2 separate regions of the Mus musculus genome follow, and region 1 is linked to region 2. A link is a contact called in public HiChIP or PLAC-seq data. All regions are on one chromosome and are shown on one strand. The core of a region is the stretch at or near the end of the contact, and the rest is flanking DNA. Distances in the headings are between cores, read along the strand shown.

Region 1 (7,022 bases), core at 1,366-3,865, 520 kb after region 2:
AGACAGGCAGCCCATGCCAAAGGCCATGAGATCTATGGAGCCAAATGGCTGAGTTATATAAAGATCAGGCTCAGAGACCAGAAGTGGAAGCCCTGCCCCTGGGCAGGAGAGGTTTGCAGTAGGGGAGCAGGGTGAAGAGTGATAAGAGGAACCACAGGTACTAGACTCTGGGAGAGATGGGAGGAGCCACAGGACTGATGGATGCTGGGAAAGCTGACCAGTGTTGACTTTGATGTGTTAATAGACGCTACAGTTACCAGTTTTTGGGGTGTGGGATTATAAGACCTAACACTCAATGGTCAATTACTATCAGTGCTTTGACCAGTTTTGAGTCTCTGCGTTAAGCAGCGCTCACTGCAAACAGAAATTTCTCTGACTAGGGCAGACATAAGAGTTCATAAATACCTAGAAGGCCATCTTGAAACCATGTCCACTTAGCAAAGCAATAATATATTGTCCCCCTAGAAATTATCCCTTGCTGGGTCCTGGGTTATCAGGTTTAGAATACCAAGTACGAGTCCTTCCGATGGAATGGGCTTATGTCTGCTCATAAAGGATTTTTGCATTTTGTAAATAAACAAACAAAAACAACCATGCTGCTGTAGTGTGTACGTTTTGCCTGTACATCTTGCCTGGCAGATCATTTCTGTAACTGGTAGGTTCATATTGCGGTAGGACCACTAAATGTCTTTGTTCCCTAGCATCCTGTGAAACGCCTTCTGGCACCGTAGAAACTCGTAAATGGGGAGGAAACTTTCAACTTTCAACTCAGTTCCAGTTCCAGCTTGGTTTCTCTATATCCTGCAACCAACGTGTGTAATACCTTCAGCAATAGGGTCTTATCACCTAGTTCTATGGACAACCAAGAGGAATGACCAAATCGAACATTGTTTGGGGGACTTCTGATGACTCCGGGGCCAACCGGCAGGAGAAGTATCCCACTCTCGGCACTGGGCTTTTGTTTTACAGACCATGGCTTCTAGATGCAGCACTAGTCGACCTTGTCGGCTCCCTCCTTTCAATCACTTTTTAAAATCCACCCCATCTCTGCTTAAACCTTCTGGCTCCCACCATATCCCCTCTCTACTTTCCTAGCATCCACACTGCAAGCTTCCCCTCCTTTTTTTGGTTTCACTGCTTCAACAAATACTCTGAATTTAACATATAAATGTAAAAATTCAAAACTAGGATCCATGAACGAGAGAGAACGTGCACTGTGTGTCTTTCCAGGCCTGGGTCACCTCAGTGTGTTTTGCAACTCCACTCATTTACCTGGAATTTTCATAATTACATTTTCTTACAACTGAATATAATTTCATTTTCTCAACTGATGAATCAGTTGACTGATATCCAGGCTAATTCAACCTCCCAGCTATTGTGAATATGCAACAATGAACATGGATAAAAAAAAGTGTGTCTGTAGTGGAACAGACTCCTTGGCTATCTGCCCAAGAGTGATGTAGCCGGGTCACATTGTCGCTCTATAGCTTTTTGAGCAATGTCCACACTGATTTCCACAGTGGCTGTAGCAGTTTACAGTCCCCCCAGAAGTGTGTAAGAACTCCCCCCTTTTCCCACATCAATACTAGAATTTATTGGCAGCTATTTTCAAGATGATAGTGATAACCATTCTAATTGGGGTGCTTTCAAAAATAGTTTTAATTTGCATTTGCATGATGAATAATGGTATTTTGAACACTTTTAAAATTACTTCCCAGCCATTTTTGAGAACGTTGTATTTGGTTCCAAAGTTTTTTGTTTTTTGTTTTAATTGGGCATTTATTGCTTGGGTTTAGTTTTCTGGGTTTTTTACATACTCTAAACATCAATCCTCTGTCAGATATATAACTGGCTGGGATTTTCCTCCCCCTTCATAGGTTACCTTTTCATACAACTGTTTCCTTTGCTGTACAGAAGTATTTTTTTAATCTATGAAGCCCAATTGTCAATTGTTGACCTTATGTTCTGGGCAACCAGGTTTCTATTTAGAAAGTCCATACCTATGCCAACCTCTTGTAACATAGTCCTTACCTTTCCCTCTACCGGTATTCAGCGTCTGGGGTTTTACATTAAGGTCTTCAATGCACTTGGAATTGATTTTTGTACAGGGTGAGAGATAAGGATCTAGCTTAATTGTTCTACATGCTACACATACACTTTACCCAGAGTCACTTGCTAAAGAAGCTGTCTTTTCTCCAGTGTGCACTTTTTGTCGTCTTTGTACAAAATCAACTGACTATAACTGTGTAGACTTATATCTGCGCCCTCTGTTCTATTACACTAATTTACATGTCTATTTTTGTGGTAGAACCATGATGTTTTTAATAATTACTATGGACTGGAATGTATCTTAAGATTGGGTAGACCAAGTACCGTGTTATTTTAAGTAGTATAACTTGGTGATATAATTCTAAGTCAGGAAGTGGGATGCATCCAATTTCACTTTTCCTTCTCAGTATTGCTTTGGTTGACTGGAGTGTGTATGTGTGTGTGTGTGTGTGTGTGTGTGTGTGTGTGTGTGTGTGTGTGTGTGTGTGTTCATACACGTGCGCATTTAGCATGTTTATTTCTGGAAGTAGTCCCCTTGGTATTTTGATAAGGATTGCACTCTATCCACCACTCTGGATACTATTTTTAATTTCTCATTGCAAGCTCGATTAGAAGATTCTCTAACATGTTTCAGAAAGCAACAGGAAGTAATGAAAATAAACTTACAGTAGCTGGAATACAGAAAATAAAGAGATAACACCCCTTGATCGTCGGGAAGCACTGATTTCCGAGGAAGGGCTATCGAGTAAAACACAGCTTTGTCCTCATCCAGGAAGGTACTGTGGGTCTTGGCCACACTTTCTATTTATGGCTATGCAGATAGGTTGGCTTTATTTTAAAGATTTTTTTTAAAGGATTCCCTTCATGTTAAAAGAGGTTTGGATGAAATGAATCTGTTAGTCTCCCTAGCTCTAAGATCCTGTGTTTTTATGACAGTAAACTCACTCAAACAGCTGTTGTTTTTTAAATAACTAATTAGCAGTACCATAGTTGGCTACTAAAGTTAATTGAAGGGGGAAAAAAGCCAAGTAATAAATTACTTCGACCCATGTGATTGTTTCCTTGTTATAGAACGACAGTAAGTACTCGGAATGGGGTTGATTTGTTATTAAGATCATGATGATACCTACCACTACTCATTGTTATGCAACAGAAACTTTGCTTGGGTTCCTGCCTTAATCTTCCCTGAGTCCATTAAGTAGATCATATAATTTCCCCCATTTATATGTCAGAAAGGCTCAAGAGGTTAACTGAATTTCCCCGAGATTGTAGATAAGTGACAGAGCCAAGATTTGAATCCAGATTGACTTTATGCCAAAACTTTTGTTCTTCTCCATCATACCATACAGACTCCAGACTTAAGGACAAACTCCGCTCATGGGCACAAGCCAGTTTTAATCTACCCTTTGATGACTGACTGACTGGTTGACTCTTTGACAGATCAAATACCTTCCATGCCAAGCCTCCAATAGGATAAGAGAAACCAATTTTCCCACCATTCTCCACTCTGTACATTTGAATAAGTCTTTGTATTTCCCTGCAGGTATAAGACAATGCTCGTTTAAAAGGGATCAGAGATCCATATTTGTCTTTACCCGGTCTCATCCATGATTCATTTTTAACAGAAGCAAGCCCCTCCTCCCCCTTCCCTCTGCCCGTTCCTCGTACATAGCTATATTGCTTGGCTGACTGCACGGATCCTTTGACAAAGCATGTGTCACTCTCACAGCTAATAGATTGATATGATAGCAAACAAATGTCTTTCCATTTGGAAGAATTTATACTTGAGAAAACACCTTTCCCCCAGGACCCTCTACTTATCCATGAGGATGAATCATGGGGATGGGTACAAGACAATCCCTACAGAGAGGTTTTTCAAAACCAGCTTTGATTGGTTGGCCTTCAGCTAGGTTTTTTTGCTTTTTTTTTTTTTTTAAGCACCTACAAATTAGGCATGCCGATTATCTTTTCAAAGTCTTTCTGGCTTTGTTCATTTTAATGGCAGAATAAGACAGCATTTAGACCCAAACACTTTCCCGGCAGTGTGCAAGCTGGGCCCTAAACATTTACCAAGAAATCGTCCCAGGGTCCAGTCGTCTTTCAAACAGAAACAGTGTTTAGCTACATAGAAATCACTTTAGGACAGAGCTGTTCCAACAGTCGCTGTGCCCACAGAAAAGGATTCTATTTTGGCTAGCAAATACTTGCAAAAAAAAAAAAAAAAAAAAAAAAGCCTTTCTAGCTATCCATGGGAAAGGAGTGAGTGCCCCCTGGTGAAAATGTGGGAAACGCTTCCATATGTTGTTTTTGGCTGGCAAGAAGGTGCAGATGTCTTCACAATAAAAATATACTCGCTGAGAGTGCTCATATCCTTGAGAAGAGCTGGCACCGTTTGCAGGACTGGATCTAAAGGTGACAAAGGCATACAAAGGAAGCAGGACAGAGGGCCTACACCAGAACAGACAAGTTGGAGCCACAGGTGAACCCGAATTTAAGTGTCTCTTTCTGGCTTCACCAAACCTACCCTCCATCTGTCTCCACCCTCTTCCTTGTCCAGGGGAGCCAACCTATAGGACTTTATTATGTATCCCTTGGCCTTCTGCCCTCTAGTCAGGTTTACCCAAGGGGAGGCACTGGCTGGTGATGGAGGAGGAGGTATAGGAAAATGTTTATTCCCAGGCTCCATCCTTCCAGTACATTTGGAAGGTACTGTCTCCCCTTTCCCCTGCCACCACCACTGCCCATAATCTCAGCAACTCCAGACAGCTGTTCTATATAACTTTCTCTTGAAGGTCTGGTGCCCTTTAAGCATATGGTGGTTAGAGCTCCTCACTGTTGCTGGCTTGAAGTACTTCACCATTCTCCCAGAGTTCCCTTCCTGCTACACCCACCTTGGTTAAAACAAAACAAGTTCAGACAGCAAAAATGCACACTGACAACCTTTATCAAGGTACCATCTCCTTTCCAAGTTTATCCTGACTGGTGCACATGCCACGATTTCTATAATATGCCTTTAAAATGCAGGTAGAGTGCTACACGCATAGAAGCTCAGAAGGAAGCTGGAAAGGATGCTGAGGCAGGAGGATTGTGAGTCTGGGGCCCAACTTGGACTGCGTAGCAGGACTCTTATCTCAGACAAATAAACAGTAACAACATACAATATACACAAAACATAAATGCAATAGACATCTAGATTTGTGTAGCACCAGGGACCCCTAAATCTCCCAGTCATTGTAGGCTCCAAATCACCTGGACAGAAGTGAAGTTAAAAAAAAAAAGAAAAAAGTATGGCCAGCTGTACAAAGGTAAGGCAGAAATCTCAGTGGTTTTCAGAGTCTTACTTCCTTCCGTGGCCTGTGACATCTTTAGCTCAAAGTCAAAGCTCTGACTTTGTTTTGAGTAGGACGAAGATTCTGTTTACATTTAGCCTTCACCCATCTCTCCAGGGTGAAGAGAGAACAAATTGTCCTGTCAGGAGAGATCCGTGAGATTAAACAATAGTGTGTTGGCTCTATGGTGCTAAACTGTTGAGAGTAGAGGCTCTGCAGACCCAAGAACAAAAGGACAGCCCCCTGGTCTGTAACCAGGGCACCAGCCCAAGGGTCTGTTCACTGGCAGGAACACACAGATGTAGCTGGACCCTGCCAGTCCTCCACACATCCGGACTTTCTGCATGATTCCATTGTGAGGCTGTCATTCCGGATTGTGCCTGTGAACTCTCTGCTGCTGGGGGTGGAGAGGAGGAGGGAGGAGCAGAGGAGCTAGCATGGCCTTAGGCTTTCAAAGCTGGGCTCCACTCCCAGTCTTACTTCTCCCTTACTGTGTGATGGGGAACAATGTTAACCCTTCCAAGACCCTTCCCCAACCTCCCAGTGAAGATAACCACAGCATCAATGCCGTTTACCCACCTAGCTGGTGTCATGAACCTGGGAGAGCAGGACCTAAAAATGAAGCAAAATAAAGTCGCATCCAAGATTCAACTATTCAACTTTATTCAGAGCATCGGACAATTTATATGCTGAGGGTTAAGAAGAGTCACCTGAGTGAAGTGTCCAATCACAAGGACAATGCCTCACATGGCAAAAGCATGTTTTCCCCTGAGGAACATGAGTGACAGCACATGAGGTAACTTCACTCCTATCCACTGCACCTGGGAAGAGCACAAAAACACATTTCAAGAACAATTTTGTGTTTTGAAGAAACCGAGGTCACAAGACTCTCGTCTTGTTTTGCTGGAGTTTTCTCACTAGCAGTCAGATTTCTCACATGACTCCGCTCTTGGGCTGTTCTGACACAGTGGTATGAAGGGTAAACAGAGTCATAAGAAATGAAGTGTGGCATCCCAAACACACTGAGGACATCTGTTGTAGAAGACTTGGCTTCATCCTCCTAAATTCTAAAGAGGGCATAGGCCTCCACCTCTGCACTGAAGTTCAACAGTCAGATCATCATACAGAAAATGGGTTTGAGCTAACAGCTTGAGTTGTTTTACATCCAGAAACGTTCTCCTGGGCCCGTAAGATACCACTAAAGCCTGACAACCTAAATTTGATGGCAGGATCCCATAGAGGATGGAGAGGAAAGCAACTCTTGAACGTTGTTTCCTCCTGACCTCCATACTCAGGCTGTAGCACCTGGATGTCCATCACGATGATGATGATGGTGGTGGTGGTGGTGATGATGATGGTTTTTAAAGAAAAATTTTAAAGTATTTAAATTCAAAAGTTTAAAGAAAATTCTCCCTTTCACACCTGGCCCATTTCAGCACACTAGGAATAAGAAAAATAATGATAAAAACTTATTGTGAGGTCCTCATGACACAACAGATACTCTACAAAGCTATCTTTAATTTTATGATTATCAAATATATAAAGGCATATATTTAAAGAGTCAAGGAGTCATAGAAGATTACATGACACTCAGCACCTGTCACCCTTTGCCCCCATGTCCATCACCCCAGTAACCATGAACAG
Region 2 (6,941 bases), core at 764-3,263:
AGCTGAGGTGGGGCTTTCTTCTCATAGTTACATCATTGAAAGACATAGAGAAGTTTGGCTGGGGAACAGTCATCAGAGTCCAAACAGACATGACTCCTTCACTAGTTATTGAATGCCTACCATGTGTTGGAACTGTCCCAAATGCTAGAGATATAGGCATACACAGACCGAGGAAACACTCCAGCTTTACAGATCTGATATTGTAACTCATAAAAGAGACAAAAATATGAAAGACATCATGTATTGTACAGTTTAAATGCTGTGGATAAAGTTCTTCAACAGTATTGGGAGCCCTGGGGTAGAAGTATTAAGAAATAGAGACAAGAAAAGACTCACTGCATTTAGTAAAACATTTACTTAACTAAGGCTCTAGTTTTAAATGGCTCTCAATCAGTTCAGAATGTAAGTGAACTGAGAGTGTCAGCTCTGGTATGAAGATCTAAGGTCCCTAACCTTTGCTTCTAGAAGGAACCACCATCTGCATCATGGTTGACTACCAGTGAAGCAGCCATGTTCTTGCATGATGCTGGCCCTGTTTGATCCTTTAGGAGGAGGTAATTAGCAATCACAGTCCACTAAGTCTCTTCCTTAAAGACTTTAAGACTTGAAACCTAGAAAATAGAAGTCAAACATTGTCCAGGCACTAACGCTTGAATATAAAAATCAGGAGTCATAGGTGAACATGTTTCCTATACTCTGAAATGATAGAACTTGAAGCCAACATTTAGGGAGCTGCAAACGCAATAGTAGAGTATTTTATGATGTATCCTAATTCATGGTTAACATGGAATCCACTCTACCTCAGATTGTAGAACATTTTGGCATATTATGACGCTTTAGGGGGCAGGGCTTAGCTAAAGAACGTAGGTGACTGGAGTTGAGCCCTGGGGGCCAAATTATTCCTGGACCCTTTTGGGAGGCCACAAGTCAACATCAGATCTTCTCCTGGATGTGCCTCCATTTCTGAACCATGATATTCTGTTGAAAATGTAGCAAAATAAGTCTCTCCCCCTTTTCCTGTTTCTGTCAGGCTTTTTGTTAGAGTGATAGAAATAAGGAAGGCACTGGGGAGTCCCACTGGTCCCGGCCCATACCTAGAGGCTTGTTTAACCATTTCTTGGATGGAACTAATCATGAGTAGAGCAACCAGAGTCTGATGAAGACATAGGCTAGGTCACATGGATAGGGTAACAGAGCACAAATTCACAGTGCCACAGGAAGTAACTGTGGGTCTTCCATTGGATTGTAATTCCTGCACAAAGCCAGTGGCTTGTCATTTTGTCATTGGGACTGGCTAAGAAAACAACCAAACACTGCACTTTCCATATTGTTTTCAATGTTTTCCTGCCCTCAAAAAGGCATGCACATCTGTATGAATATAGATACTCTTGAATGTATTACTAGAGGACCAGACCTAGGTGACCTTTCGCATCCATCCTCATGGGATATGACATAATCTATTCTACTTTGGAAGCTGTTTACAGAGATAGGGGCCTTATTATCACCATGTCACCTTCTATTATATGATACCTTTGACGGGGATTTGGGTGTTTTCACTTTCTAAGCAGCTCCTGAGTGGGGCAACCCTCTGATAGGAATGTGTGAAGTCATACTCCAGGACTTCTCCGTCACATAGAGAAAACCCATAGCACAGCCAGGAACATTCTGATCTGAGTATTGGCCTCTTGGCCATTCCTTAAAATGTCATCTCAGGGTTTTGTATTTGTTGGGCCCTTTGGCTGGGAACATCTTTCCCTTAGACATAGCTTGATCTCTTGTTACCAGTAATTCCTAGAATGTCTCTTAATCACCAGACTTTCCCCACTCTCTCTATCTAATATTTTAAACCCCTGACCCACACCGATATCTTCCCCTCTCCACTGTTTCCTCTCATTAGCACTTACCATTCCCTAATGGGCTGTGTATTTCGTTCACTGCATTATTATCAACATTGCACCTCTGTGCTACAAGGACAGGGATGTTTATCCAATATGCTCGTAGCAAAACTCACAAGGCCTGGAAAGGTCCTTGGCAGGATGAGGCAGTCTGACACTTACTGAGGAAATGGACAGCGCCTTGGCTATTTCTACAGTGACTGGTGTCTCAAGAGTCATATTGAATCTTGATCTTAGGAATCCATTTTTCCAACAAGTTAGTGAGCCTCTACACAATATCCAAACACAAATGTCTTCCATCTGTAAATGTAACTTTCACTCTGTAGAATTGTCATCTCTGAGGCTTACTACCTCTTGTCTCCTTACCTAGGCCTAGTCCTGGAAGCTTCTAGACTTTGTACATCTTATCTAGGCCCAGAATGTTTTCAGCCTCTGATATTTACTGCTGAATATGCTCACCCTTTCTTGTTCTTTCTGAACTCTGGTTGGTTCAGCTCAGCTGCTCTAGTTCAAACTCCTCTTCTAGCTTACTGATTCCATCTGGCTTCTTTCTTATCCTCTGACTGAATTGCCCTGCTTGGCCTCATACTAACTTTGGCAATAGGCTCTAATTTTCTGGCTCCTCATTTCTCTGGCTGCTCTGTTTTCACCTGTGTCTAGCTTGTTTTCTCCCTGCAACCCATCTCTCTATAACTGGTTCTGTAAAACTGCCTCTTTCCTCTCTACTGCTCTCTCTTAAGTCACCTCTCTTTCCTTTCTGTTCTTGGGAGAGCTGAGCATCTCTTGTTCTGTCAAATCTTTCTCTGATCCATTACTTTGTCTGTGACTCAATTAAACATCACATTCAAACATGGGTGCTTTCTTCTACAAATTAATGCTATCTTCATTGTTTGAGATTAAAGATGTGTACTAAGGGAATGTCCATATTCCAGCCAGAAAGATTAAAGGTGTGTCTTAAGGTTGAGCCACACCACAACTAGAATAAGGGTTTTCCAGTAAACAACACAACCTTGGGGGTTCATACTGTGATCAAATATCCTGCAACATCCAACCGAACAGATTTCAAGCAACTTCCAAAACATCTAAAAATGTTTATCTTCCTGAGACAAGAAATAGCCTGGCCAAATCAAACTCAAGACTACCAGTTATGAATTGGCAGGGAGAAAAATGAAAGTGACAAGCCTATCTTGCCTAGCCATGGCTTTCCTAAGCCCCCAAGTCTTAGAACAAAAGCAAAGGGCTTCCCCACTGCCAACCTACCAACATTCTCTGCTTTGGCTTAGAGTCTTTCTAGCCTGAGAAAAATGGACACCAGAGGTGGGGAGTGGCCCTTGCAGGAGAGAGGTGATTCTGCTCCTTCACACAGAAGCCTTATATTTGTGTACCTTACTGACATCTAAATGCCTTCCAGATACCAGGTAGGTATGCGGTCTCAAAGGCCTTCCTAAAAGGCAATTAAGAGATGATACAATACTTCTGCCTTGGGAAAAGAAAAATCATGTTCTGACAGTATTGATAACTCAACTTTAAAAATTACATATTTTTTATTGATAAAATTGTATTAATACTATGCAATGTGGTCTCTGTGTGTGTGTGTGCGTGTGCATGTGCGTGTGTGTGTGTGTGTGTGTGTGTGTGTGTGTTTACCAAGCTATACAGTAGTAGATCTCAACGTATTTCTCCTGTCCAACTAAATTTTTCTGTCCCTCACTGAACACCGTCCCACACTTACACTGCAGTTCTTCCCTGGACACTACCAAGAATAGTTCAGAAGCTGAGTGTTTGAGATTCCACATGTAAGTGAGATGTTTGGCATCTGACTTTCTGTGCCTGGCTTATTTCACTTAGTATAACATCCCACTGATTAACCCCTGTTTCCATGGGAGCTAGCTTTCTTTAGCTTTCTTTCTTCTTTATGGCTGAAAATCTTCATACACAACATTGTCTTTATCCATTCACCCACGGAGGGATTAAAAATGTTTATTGTTTCTGGTCACATCCTTTACTTTCCCCAGCACACATGAAAATGTCCATTTTTATTTTTTTATGTTTCCAGTGGGAATTGGAAAGGGGCTCCAGGAAGTAATCCCTCAAAAATGACCTCATTTCCTTTCAGCTTCCATAATACTGGTTTGTTATATAATCTTGAAGGTTTATTCTCAGCACCAACGTTGTACACATTGATGAGGCCCAGCTCCATGCTGGCAGAGCTGCAGACCCTTAGCATATATTACTTATTCTTACCCAGGAGGATTGGAGTCACCATTAAACCATGTTACCAAGTGACCCAAGAGAAAGATCAAGAAGTCCAGCCTTCTTTTCATTTCTTGTTCATCTCATATGTGAACAAGGATGAAATCTAAAAATTAAATAAATTAATTTTTTTTTCATTTCAGCCCCTATTCCCAGAATGACAGTGCTACAACTAATTTTTTTTATTATTACATACCTAAGCCATAAGCTTTGGCTCATTCCCTGAGTAGCTCGTAATTTATTTAGCCCATTCAAACTATTCCATGTCTTCCACATGGTTAGTTACATCTCCTTCAGTCCCACCCTGCTTCTTCCTCCCTGTCTCCTCAGTGCCTTGCTTTAATCTCCCCCCTTATCTCTCTCAGCGTCTCCTTGAAACTCCCCTAGTGTTTTCTTTATTCTATGCTGAGTTCAACTCTTCTGGTTTATATCTATCTCCTCGCAGCTCTCTTGCATCTCTCTTTTATATTCTATTTTCCAGAATCCTCTTTCCTCCTCCCTGTGTCCCTCTTCCTATTTTCTGCCTCAGCTCACTGGCCATAGCCTTTTTTATTGACAGGTGATGCTTATAAGAAGTTCTCTCTACAGGTGATGCTTCAACATAAATTTCCAATGGTCGCTCCTTGGGATTTCTTCTGTAATTCCCCAGCCACCGCCTTCTTCCTGACTGCTTTACTGAAGTAGACCAGAAACCTCAATGCCTTTTCCACTGCCCCCCCCCACTGAGTAATCTACAGAATCATCACGTGGAACATTCTAGAACTCATCCCTAATCTTATCAATCTTCCATGAGACTCAGTTGCCTACTAAAGCCACAAACCTCTGTCTTGACATTCCATTGTTATTTCTAATCCTTGCTTACAGGCAGGGAATACACCTGGTTTACTATTTTAATCAGGATTCTTCCATCTGGAATCAACACTAAACTGAATGGGAATCTTGTACAACAGGCAGTTGTCAGAACACACAAGACAGCTAGATGTAAATATTCATTGGCTAAACTGGACTTAACATGTATTTGGCTTCTTCTTTACACCTTCCTTCCAATCTACAGACTATATTCTTCTCTGTATCTTTACAACTTTCAACCCTTTCATCTTTCAAAGACACCTGTCTCATAAAGTCTTTGTAAACATGTTTCCAACAGTGTATTGGAAAGTTGTGACTTTCCCTTCCTTTGGGTGAGCAGGACCTACAAAGCCTCCCCCAACCCCCACCACCGTGGCTGCAGGAGCCCCAGGAAAGCTATGAACATGGCCAACACAAACTGTAAACTTACTTGAAACAAGTCTCTCTCTCTCTCTCTCTCTCTCTCTCTCTCTCTCATTTTGCTTTTAGTAACTCAGATGTGTCACAGCCTTGTAGATGACTATGCTGTGTCTCAGTGAAGGTAAGAGGTTGAACACAGCTGAATACATTCACAGCTTTTAACTCTAACACATAGGCAGTAGCATAAAGGATTTGAGGGACTGTCCATAACCAACTCATAGGTGTGGCTGCCTGTGGAATATAAGGATAAACAAGAGGACAGATGCCGAAATTTTAAATAAACATTTGAGAATATATCTGTAGTACATGACTTTAAAAATGGGCATTTACCTAGGAGCCTGGGAGGAAACTGTGAAAGTCTCCAAAAATAAAACCTCTGCTTGATCTCAAGTTACACTTAGTTCTCACTCTCACTAAGCAAAGTGAAATAAATATCCCAGGTAATGTCCAAAGGTGCAGGGCTTAGGGAAACCCTAATTAAGATTCCACGATTGATTTAAAAACAATGTTATGACCCAGAGTGAAATCTGAGAAACATAGCTTACACCTCCATGCATGTGAACAGGCTATACTTAGGTTAAATGGAGACCTAAGCATCTCAGGTATCGATCTATTTAAGATTTCTAAAATTTGCGGATTTTTTTTCAGTTATCTGAAAAACTTAAAATAACTTCCTACAGCCAATTAACATATGAAAAAATCACATATTTGTTTATTTACTGAAGTTCCCTTGAATGCTGCCTTCATATTGTGAGCCACCCAGCTGATCATAGTTTTTCCACCCAGAACCTATCCCAGTTTGCCTTCAGTTGCTGTGACAAACATGACCAAAAGCAACTTAAATAAAGGATTTCATTTACCATCAAGGGAAGCTGGGGCAGAAGCTTGAGGTAGAGACCTCAGAGGAATACTATAAACTGCTTACTGCTTTCAGAAGTAAGTAATGCTTTCTTATATCATCCAAGCCTATCTGTCTATGGATGACACCACCCACCGTGAGCTGGTTCTTCCTGTATTGATTACAATCAACTAATGCCCCCAAAGACTTTCTACATGTCCATCTGATGGAGGGAATTCCTCAACTGCCTTTTCCCTTTCTAGGGTAGGTCAAGTTGATGAGCAAGGTTAGCCAAGCTGTTCACAGAATCCAAATAATTTCTCCATTATCTTTGCATCTATTAACAAAGAGTTAAATATGAGATGTAAGAATAACAACAGACTAAAAGGAAATTTCACCAGTACTAGAACTTCTTCTAAATGTCTGTTGTAGGATCAGTATTATAGACAGATGTTCTTGTTTTAATTATTTTCCACACGCAGGAAGAGGGTCAGCACATTATATACTTTTGCTTCTTTATTCTTATAGAAATTATCCTCATTTTACAGACAGATTCCCAGATTCAAGCTGTGTGTGTTCAATGCAGAGTTACTTGAAATAATCCTTTTGAAATAATTATGTTCCCGTTTCCATTTTGTGAGGATAACAACTTCATAATTTATCATCTTAAAGTGCCCATTATGGTA

The links. HiChIP or PLAC-seq counts read pairs in DNA pulled down with a chosen protein or histone mark.
Region 1: a contact with region 2 is called in an H3K27ac HiChIP or PLAC-seq map of heart atrium, with 22 times the contacts expected there. The contact joins two enhancer-like sites. A contact is called at or near these places in 1 of 484 Hi-C or Micro-C datasets (cortical neurons), 2 of 115 datasets of contacts at active chromatin or transcription factors (embryonic basal ganglia and heart atrium) and 1 of 9 other capture datasets (embryonic stem cells).

The regions. Positions count from the first base shown.
Region 1 is chr8:90,653,571-90,660,592 of GRCm38.p6, forward strand. No RefSeq gene overlaps it. Among named protein-coding and RNA genes, the nearest start is that of Gm35850, 84 kb to the right of the region's middle. Within about 2 kb of position 2,616, at least 19 of the 459 cell types and tissues checked have an H3K27ac peak or open chromatin away from gene starts, as enhancers often do. A contact at or near this core is called in heart atrium, where this site is marked.
Region 2 is chr8:90,131,163-90,138,103 of GRCm38.p6, forward strand. No RefSeq gene overlaps it. Among named protein-coding and RNA genes, the nearest start is that of Tox3, 210 kb to the right of the region's middle. Within about 2 kb of position 2,014, at least 3 of the 459 cell types and tissues checked have an H3K27ac peak or open chromatin away from gene starts, as enhancers often do. A contact at or near this core is called in heart atrium, where this site is marked.